3 separate regions of the Zea mays genome follow, and regions 2 and 3 are each linked to region 1. A link is a contact called in public Hi-C data. All regions are on one chromosome and are shown on one strand. The core of a region is the stretch at or near the end of the contact, and the rest is flanking DNA. Distances in the headings are between cores, read along the strand shown. Region 1 holds the start of LOC100273644. Region 2 holds the start of LOC100216632. Region 3 holds the start of LOC100383597.

Evidence for each region. Hi-C and Micro-C count contacts between places; a contact is called where the count stands out from the background.
Region 2: a Hi-C map of tassel shows a contact between it and region 1, with 3 times the contacts expected there. The contact joins the promoter of LOC100216632 here to the promoter of LOC100273644 in region 1. A contact is called at or near these places in 2 of 25 Hi-C or Micro-C datasets (ear and tassel).
Region 3: a Hi-C map of tassel shows a contact between it and region 1, with 3 times the contacts expected there. The contact joins the promoter of LOC100383597 here to the promoter of LOC100273644 in region 1. A contact is called at or near these places in 3 of 25 Hi-C or Micro-C datasets (ear, endosperm and tassel).

The regions. Positions count from the first base shown.
Region 1 is chr1:84,648,665-84,651,364 of Zm-B73-REFERENCE-NAM-5.0, forward strand. LOC100273644 reads right to left here and starts at 1,416. Exons shown (of 5, transcript NM_001348665.1): 1 at 876-1,416. The coding sequence starts at 1,314.
Region 2 is chr1:84,349,178-84,351,877 of Zm-B73-REFERENCE-NAM-5.0, forward strand. LOC100216632 reads left to right here and starts at 1,277. Exons shown (of 3, transcript NM_001310532.1): 1 at 1,277-1,529; 2 at 1,629-1,817; 3 at 2,089-2,700. The coding sequence starts at 1,323. The coding sequence ends at 2,652.
Region 3 is chr1:84,951,666-84,954,365 of Zm-B73-REFERENCE-NAM-5.0, forward strand. It overlaps LOC100383597, which reads left to right and starts at 1,365. Exons shown (of 7, transcript NM_001363842.1): 1 at 1,365-1,679; 2 at 1,969-2,031.

The sequences.
Region 1 (2,700 bases), core at 166-2,665:
AGATGTAATTCCAATTTTATTGTTTGGATGTCACTGAATTGTAGTTTGAAATTGTGTGGTCCGATTCCATGCAATACAGAAGGGGTGATGCTCTGTATTGGGAGAGAGTTTTTAGCTATAGTCCAATTCTAAGAAATTGAGTCTCTGGTTCTAAATCTCAATTCCATGTGCAACCAAACAATAGAATTCTGGAAAGCTAATACCAATTCCTAATTTTGTGCTACAATACCTACATCCAAACGGAGTATAAATGAAATGGCCAATCTAGCCGCAAGCTTATAAGGGTGTCCCCTACAGTTCTCAAATCGCCAGCTCTGGTGAAATTTTATTCGGCGCAGAGAGGGAGCAATGAGCTAGCGCTGCCACAGTCTGCTAGTCTCACATTTAATCCAAAGAAGTTCCCTCCCTCAGCGAAAATCTGTTTCTTCTGTTTACCTCCGCTCTCCACTTTATTTAAAATTGTTTTCAGCCTTCGACTCGCCCTGAAGTATATATCCCAACAGTGTAAAGATGAAAATCCATTAATCTAGCTGGCAAGTTTCAGTTATCCATCAACGTGTGTAAAGGTGAAACCGTGAAAATCCATCGATCTAGCTGTGAAGTTTCAGTTATCCACCCCAAACTAGTTTGAAAAGCATAACCACTCTGATACAGATGTATACGCTGGTGCCTGGTCCGTCTCACCTAACGATCACATGAATTGCACACAACACATGAAACAAAAGGCAACAGCAGATGCAGCTCCCAAGTCCCAAGGCATCGCATCTAACCCCCCCCCCCCCCCCCCCCCCGGCCGATCACACGTGAACTAGTGAGTAGTGTCGGTGATTGAGATACCGACACGAGACAGGAGTTGCTTTGTTAGTTGTTGTTACCTTTATAACCCGGCGGCGTGGCGGCGGGGGCCATGTAGCTCGCGGGAGGCTCCATCCACGACAGGGCGCCCCAGTCCCCGCCCGCCGTGTAGACGGACGGGGCGGTGGGCAGATCACGGCCGGGGCCTGGGCCCGGGCCCACCGGATCAGCGGCGGGGAAGGGCGCGGCGGATGGGGAGAGGGAGGAGGAGAACGCCGCTCGTGGCGGTGGCTGCGGCGGCGGAGAGCGCTGGTGGTCACCGGAGTACGGCAGCATCGCGGCAGCCAGCAGGGCGCAGGCGGTGGTGGCGTCCGGGTGGGGAAGGTGAGGTCTGGTCTGGTATGCGACGTGTGCGTTTCTGGTGGACCAGAGGAAGGAAGTAGTTTGATGGGCCGTAATCGGTTGAGCACGGAACAGTATGGGTCTCCGCCTCTCCGGCCTCAGCTCAGCCCTCATCATGGGTGCGCCAGCAGGAAGTGTGTACTCTTTTGGACCAGGCCGTATCTTTGATCAGAGTGCGATGTGAAGCACAAAGAAAGAGGGCAAAGTCCCGTTTCGAAGAGCTTCGTTCCTCTGTGATTATTGATGATATTTGATTCTCTGATTGAGTGATTCTACTGGGTTTCTATTAGAGAGATAATTGGTTCTGTACTAATCTCTGTCAGAATATAAATTAGTCCTCCGTTCTTTTTTATTTGACGTGTTTTAATTCAAAAATAAATTAGCCTACAACAAATATTCGAGAACGAGTTTAGTAGAATATAATAAAAAGCAGTGTGAAGCATGTTTTTAGCTCCCAGCTGTCAGTGTAAATAAAGAAATGATTCTCCAGTTGAGTGATTCTATTGGATTTTTAGGAAAGAGCAGGTCGAAGAGATTCCTTTTTACTGATCCCTATCAGAACATAACAGGCAGGGTAAACCGGTAAAGCATGTTTTTAGCTTCTAGTTCCTAATATAAATAAAGAAGAGATTCTTTTCTGATCTCCACACGAAATTAGTTGGTATTGTAAATGTTTTAACTGGTTGAGAGTGATTCACTTCAAAGAAGCTGTTGGAGCTCTTCCAAACGGCCCCTAAGCACCACTCATTTGATAAAATCATCTGCAACTTGCACTTGATAGACCTGAATGAATGTCTGGTTCCTAACAATGACGAACTGGAGCTTAGATCTGAAGGTGGCAAGCATATGCGAGTGTACAGGAAAGAATGGAACTATTTCTTATGTGATCTGACGATATCTCATGATGTAAATTAAGATATCTCGTGGTGATAGCAAAGAAATAGGCTGCGTCAGAAAAATAAAAGAGAGAGAAGTTCAGAAAGACAAGGGTACATGGGATGCATGATGCATGGACGAATTGCTTCGTCGGTAAGTCTCTGAATTCATCGCTTCCTTTTATGCTGTCTTCTCTAGCTTTTCGGTTACTGTGCTATTATACAATCAGTCCTTCGGATGTACATAGTACAGTTCAAATTTTAAGGTAGATCGAGCGCCATGCCAAATTGCTAATTCCTGAGGTGAAGAACCACACTCCCATGGCTCTTTGAAATGGAGTGTGGTATGTCCTTATCGCTTTAACTATGAATGCTAACTCTCCAGATTCAGCATGGTCCTGTTGGCTACAAGTGGAGTTTGGTGGGCCTTTATCTGCACCAGACAATGCCACAGCGGGTTCGCATTGGGCGGCCCTTCGTCGGCTCCTCCCAGACTATCGGTTGCTGACCACGGTGGAGGTTGGTGATGGGCGTACTACGGCTTTCTGGTATGACTGCTGGCTGCCCTCAGGGCCCCTCGTGGAGGCAATGCCGTCGCTGTACACACACGCACGACATAAAAATGCCT
Region 2 (2,700 bases), core at 27-2,526, 300 kb before region 1:
TTATTTTTATTTAAATTTTTGCACACACGTTCATATCGGGTATTCATGCATTTTGGAATGACAAATTCAATTTTTTTTGGCACATTCACTATTTTATATCAACTAAATGGTTTACTAGATACCTATTTATATAAATTGTAAAAGAATATGTAAATGTAGTAAAAAAAATTCCATAAAATTTGACATAGAGGCATATCTTGATGATAAAAGCATGACATAAAAGTATTATAAGTTTTTTGCAACTTTTTTGTGTCAATATATTGACAAATGAAACACATCTAAACTAAGTTTCATAAACATCTAACTACAACTCTCCACTTTAAAATATATAGATTAATTTATTCATTATTTAAATTTAAATTTTGGTGCACACATTTATATAGTGTATCCATTCATTTTGGAATGACAAATTTAATTTTCTTGACACATTTACGATTTTATATCAATTAAATGAATTACTACTTATCTATTTATAGAAATTGTAAAAGGATATGTAATTTTTGTCAAAAAAAAAATCAAATTTTGACATGGACACATATCTTGACAGAAGCATGACATAAAAATTTTAGAAGATTTTACCATTTTTTCTGTCAAAGTATGACATATATTTATTATCATGACATACATTTATATTGCTAAAGAACATGTATACACACACATGTTGTTCCAAGCTTCATCCAACCAGTAATTCAGTAATTACTGGGCAATGACTGAGCGGTATTCGATCATTATTAAAAATCTAATTACCGGTTAGTGAAGCTTTACCTAGGGTAACGAATATGCTCATGAGTATCAATGTATTAGGCTCATATTTTACTTGTAGCATGTTTTTATCAAATATTTCATAGATAAAATAAATCAGTATTTGTTATGACGCTGTGTTCTAAATTATGTAAGTATCCAAATGTGAATCCAAATTCAAACTATTTGGTTTGTATTGATAATATTCATATTAGTATTCGAATTAAAATATGGCAAATAGCGTATCCATACGAGTGGAGCCTGCTTGAGCCTTCCCCCTGCGGATCTCTCCGCATTCCATCGCCCCCAAGGCCCCAATCATGGCTGGAAAGCTAGCCCGCCCCCAATTGGCAGGCACTCTACCAACCTATGTGTCCCCTGTGCACATGCCTGGCATATGGCACACTCACTGCTGGTCTGGCCCTAAACCCACATTTGTTATATAGAGATAGGGATTAGACTCCCGAGTGCCTTTGCCTTCCTTAACCAAGAAGCATATAGCTACTGATTGATGTCTGCCTGGGTGCGCGTATAAAAGCTAGCTAGTGCCGTAAAGAAAGAGAGAGCGAGAACGAGTGGCGATGGCAGTACTGCACTTGCAGGCGGCGGCGGTGGCGGTGCTGCTGATGGCGACGGGGCTGCGCGCGCAGCTGCGTGTGGGCTTCTACGACAGCTCGTGCCCAGCGGCGGAGATCATCGTGCAGCAGGAGGTGAGCAGGGCGGTGGCGGCCAACCCGGGCCTCGCCGCCGGCCTGCTCCGCCTCCACTTCCACGACTGCTTCGTTGGGGTCAGTCCCTCGGTCGCAAGCTCGCAGCTGCTGCTCACACTTCAAAGGGCTGGTCGCAAACCAAGAACGACTGACCGCTTGTTTCTGCACTACCTGCAGGGCTGCGACGCGTCCGTGCTCATCGACTCCACCAAGGGCAACACAGCGGAGAAGGACGCCGGGCCCAACCTCAGCCTGCGGGGCTTCGAGGTCGTCGATCGCATCAAGGCGCGCGTCGAGCAGGCCTGCTTCGGCGTCGTCTCCTGCGCGGACATACTCGCGTTCGCGGCCAGGGACAGCGTCGCACTCGTAAGTCACACTGCTTTAGTGTCAGTGGACGCCTGCCTTTTGATTTTAACCCGACATGATTAGTTTACATGGATTTGGAATCCAATGCTGGACTGGACTAGACTGAAAAGCATATGTGTCTGTTCGACCTTTTTTGACGCACATGATGCCGCGTGCAGCTGCCTGAAAGAACTCGATGCATTGCCGGGCCCGGGCATGGGTCCAACTCCCAACTTTATTTACAGTATTTGCTTACTCTCCAATCCATCCATCCATCCATCCGTACGTATAGGCCGGCGGGAACGCGTACCAGGTGCCGGCGGGGCGGCGGGACGGGTCCGTGTCGCGCGCGTCGGACACCAGCAACCTGCCGCCGCCGACGGCCAACGTCGCGCAGCTCACGCAGATCTTCGGCACCAAGGGCCTGACGCAGAAGGAGATGGTCATCCTGTCGGGCGCGCACACCATCGGCTCCTCGCACTGCAGCTCCTTCAGCGGCCGGCTGTCGGGGTCGGCCACGACGGCGGGCGGGCAGGACCCGACCATGGACCCCGCGTACGTGGCGCAGCTGGCGCGGCAGTGCCCGCAGGGCGGCGACCCGCTCGTGCCCATGGACTACGTCTCCCCCAACGCCTTCGACGAGGGCTTCTACAAGGGCGTCATGGCCAACCGGGGCCTGCTGTCCTCGGACCAGGCGCTGCTCAGCGACAAGAACACCGCCGTGCAGGTCGTCACCTACGCCAACGACCCGGCCACCTTCCAGGCCGACTTCGCCGCCGCCATGGTCAAGATGGGCTCCGTCGGCGTGCTCACCGGCACCAGCGGCAAGGTCAGGGCCAACTGCAGAGTCGCCTGATTCATCGTCATCACTCGTGTGGAGTTGTAGATTCATTATATTGATTGA
Region 3 (2,700 bases), core at 115-2,614, 300 kb after region 1:
GAGTTCGTTGAAGCAAATGGAAGCGCCGCATATTTGCTGGCACAGCTGCAGTCCAAATCCAACTGCAGTCCGCAGCAGCTCGTCCTTCTTGACCTGCTCTGTCAGGCTCGCCATCCTGACGGCTTGTCCTGACTCCAGCGAACCCGATCCTTGCTTGCCACGTATCAGATACAGTGGAGTTGTAGGAGAGGAGTGAGGACTGAGGAGAGCAAGCCTGGGAAGTTTAGTGAGTAAAAACTGCGGCGCCTCCTCTGATGCACCCGCAGTCGATGGGGCATGTGCCCAACTGGTCCTGCTCACCATGCTGTATCCTGAAAGGCCGAAACAACACAGGTTTATGTGTGCATGCATATGCTCACATGAATTTCTTCCATCAAAATCCTGAAAAATGGATTAGGCCAAGGAGAGTAAACCTGATCTGGAGATAAAAAAAAAGTTAAACCCAGTATTAATGGCTCCCATGGTTCCTCTGACTTAAGTTTAGTTCGTGTCACATCAAATGTTTGAATATCAACTACGAGTATTGTATATAAGTTTGATTAGGTTTAATAAATTTGTCTATCTTTTAGTCTTTATCTATGTAATTAGTTTTATGATTAGACTATATTTAATACTCGTAATCATCATACAAACATTCAATATGACAGGGACTAAAGTTTAGTTAGGTGGAACCAAACACCCCAAAAATAATCGAGGCAAGTCTTACCCAAGAAATAGAGGCTGCGTCGATTCTAGGACCTTTTGGATCAGTAGAAAGTCTTCTCGTCGCTACGTCAAACCTGTCCTTCTCACCTAGAGATAGGGGTGGTAATGGACTCTAAATTTTACACTACAAAATTTAAGGATCAAATTATATTAGGATTGAGCTCTATTTCTATTCATTTTTTAACTAAAATTAATTAAGGGCTCAAACGAATTGTGAAGAAACATTTGAATGATCAATTACCACCCCTACCTAGAGATCAAACACTAGAAATTGTGGAGCAGCCATAAAAGTACACAATACTCTATATTCCATGTTGGTGAGTCTTGAAAACATCAAAAATACTCCAAAAGTTAAATGGTACCTTCATAGGCTTACTGTTTCCACTTTGCCCAAATTTGTATAGAAAGAACAGTATAAGAATTGTGCCATAGTGTCCTGGCTGGACCCCAGTTCATTGTAAAATAGATATTACCTTTAGTTAAAAGGCGCTCGAATTTCAGTCTCTCCCCGCGTTTCACGCGCTCTCGGCCGCACGCGAGCCAACGCGTGGCCGCACACCACGGACCCGAAATTATACATCAAATCAACCAAATTGCAGCGTTGCGTCCGGTCTTCCTTTCCCAACTCGGTCGACGCGTTCGCCACGGCTGCGCAGTCCTCCTCCTCGCCTCCGATCCCCTCCCTTCGACGATGCGAGCACACCCGCTCATCCTCTTCGTACCTGCACCGCCACCTCATCCTCTTCCTCGCCGCGCCGACACCCACCGCGCTCTCTCCCTCCCGCGGCGACGCCCTTCGCCAACGAGAACCGCACGCCGTCGTCTCCCACGGGCACTGTCGCACGCTGGGCCACGCTGCAGTCGGTGGCGCCGCCACACCTTCTTCCTCCATGTGCCGTCGCCGCCCTATTCTTCTTCGAGATGCAGCCGCTAGCGCTGCCCTCCTCCCAGCTCCCCTTCATGGCCGCGTGCAGGTGGACCGCTCCCCACCCCGTCGCCTTCCTCCTCGTACTGCCCCCAAGAACGCCCTAGGTTACTTTTTCTTAGATTTGCCTTTTGGTTTCAAGTATGTTTCTCTGATGCCCTAGCTGTCTGGTGGATTAAATTTAATTATTGAGCTGCAACTTTCACCAATTGGTTTGGAGAAAGACAATAGAGGCTTGGGTTCTTTTAGTTAAGAAAAATTGCGTCCGTGTTCAGTTATAACATAAGATTGTTTATTGTTCTCTGTAATCTCACATTTCTTTTTCTATATATGAATAGGGACTATGTGCCAGTGTTAGTTTTTGGTACCAGTCTACAGGTCTTTCATTTCTACATTCAAAGGTGAGAATCAATCATGTTCGGCTCCCTTTAAAAAAGTAATGTTTCCCAATCCTTCATAGTAAAACTAAACACACATTGTAAAGACATTTGTCGTACGAGATCTTTTATAGAGGTGTGTTTTAACCCAAAGGCAGGCTGTGGAGATCAATTCCAGATATTGCCTTCTTGTTGTGTCTCAGTTGATTTTTTTTAGCATTGAACGTAACTTACAGTTTGACATAACAAGCGGTGAATGTAACACTACAGTTTAACTCAACAAGCCATTGGCTGTAGCTCACAATCAGCTTGGCTGAACTGCCAAAAAAAATACAAGCAGTCCATTACAGTTCAACTTAACAAGAGCAGTTCTGTTGGTAAAGCCGATGCAAATAAGTACCAATTGTTAGTTAGGAAGGGAAAAGTGTCAGCAGTCAATGGCTGATTAAAAAACTAAATGTCTTTGAATTTGTTGGGCCGTGTGCCTAGTGCCTGGCCTATTAACTGGCTTGTTCGCTGCGGCTTTAATCCGACTGCGACTGCGGCTTCTACAGTATTTTGTCTCTAGGAATTGCAGCTGCAATAGTATTTTGCAGCTGCAACAGTGCTCCCGCATGGGCAGCCGAACAAGCTAAACATGTACATATATACTTATTATACCAGTGAGGTGTGTGTAGAGTAGTGTACTCTGTA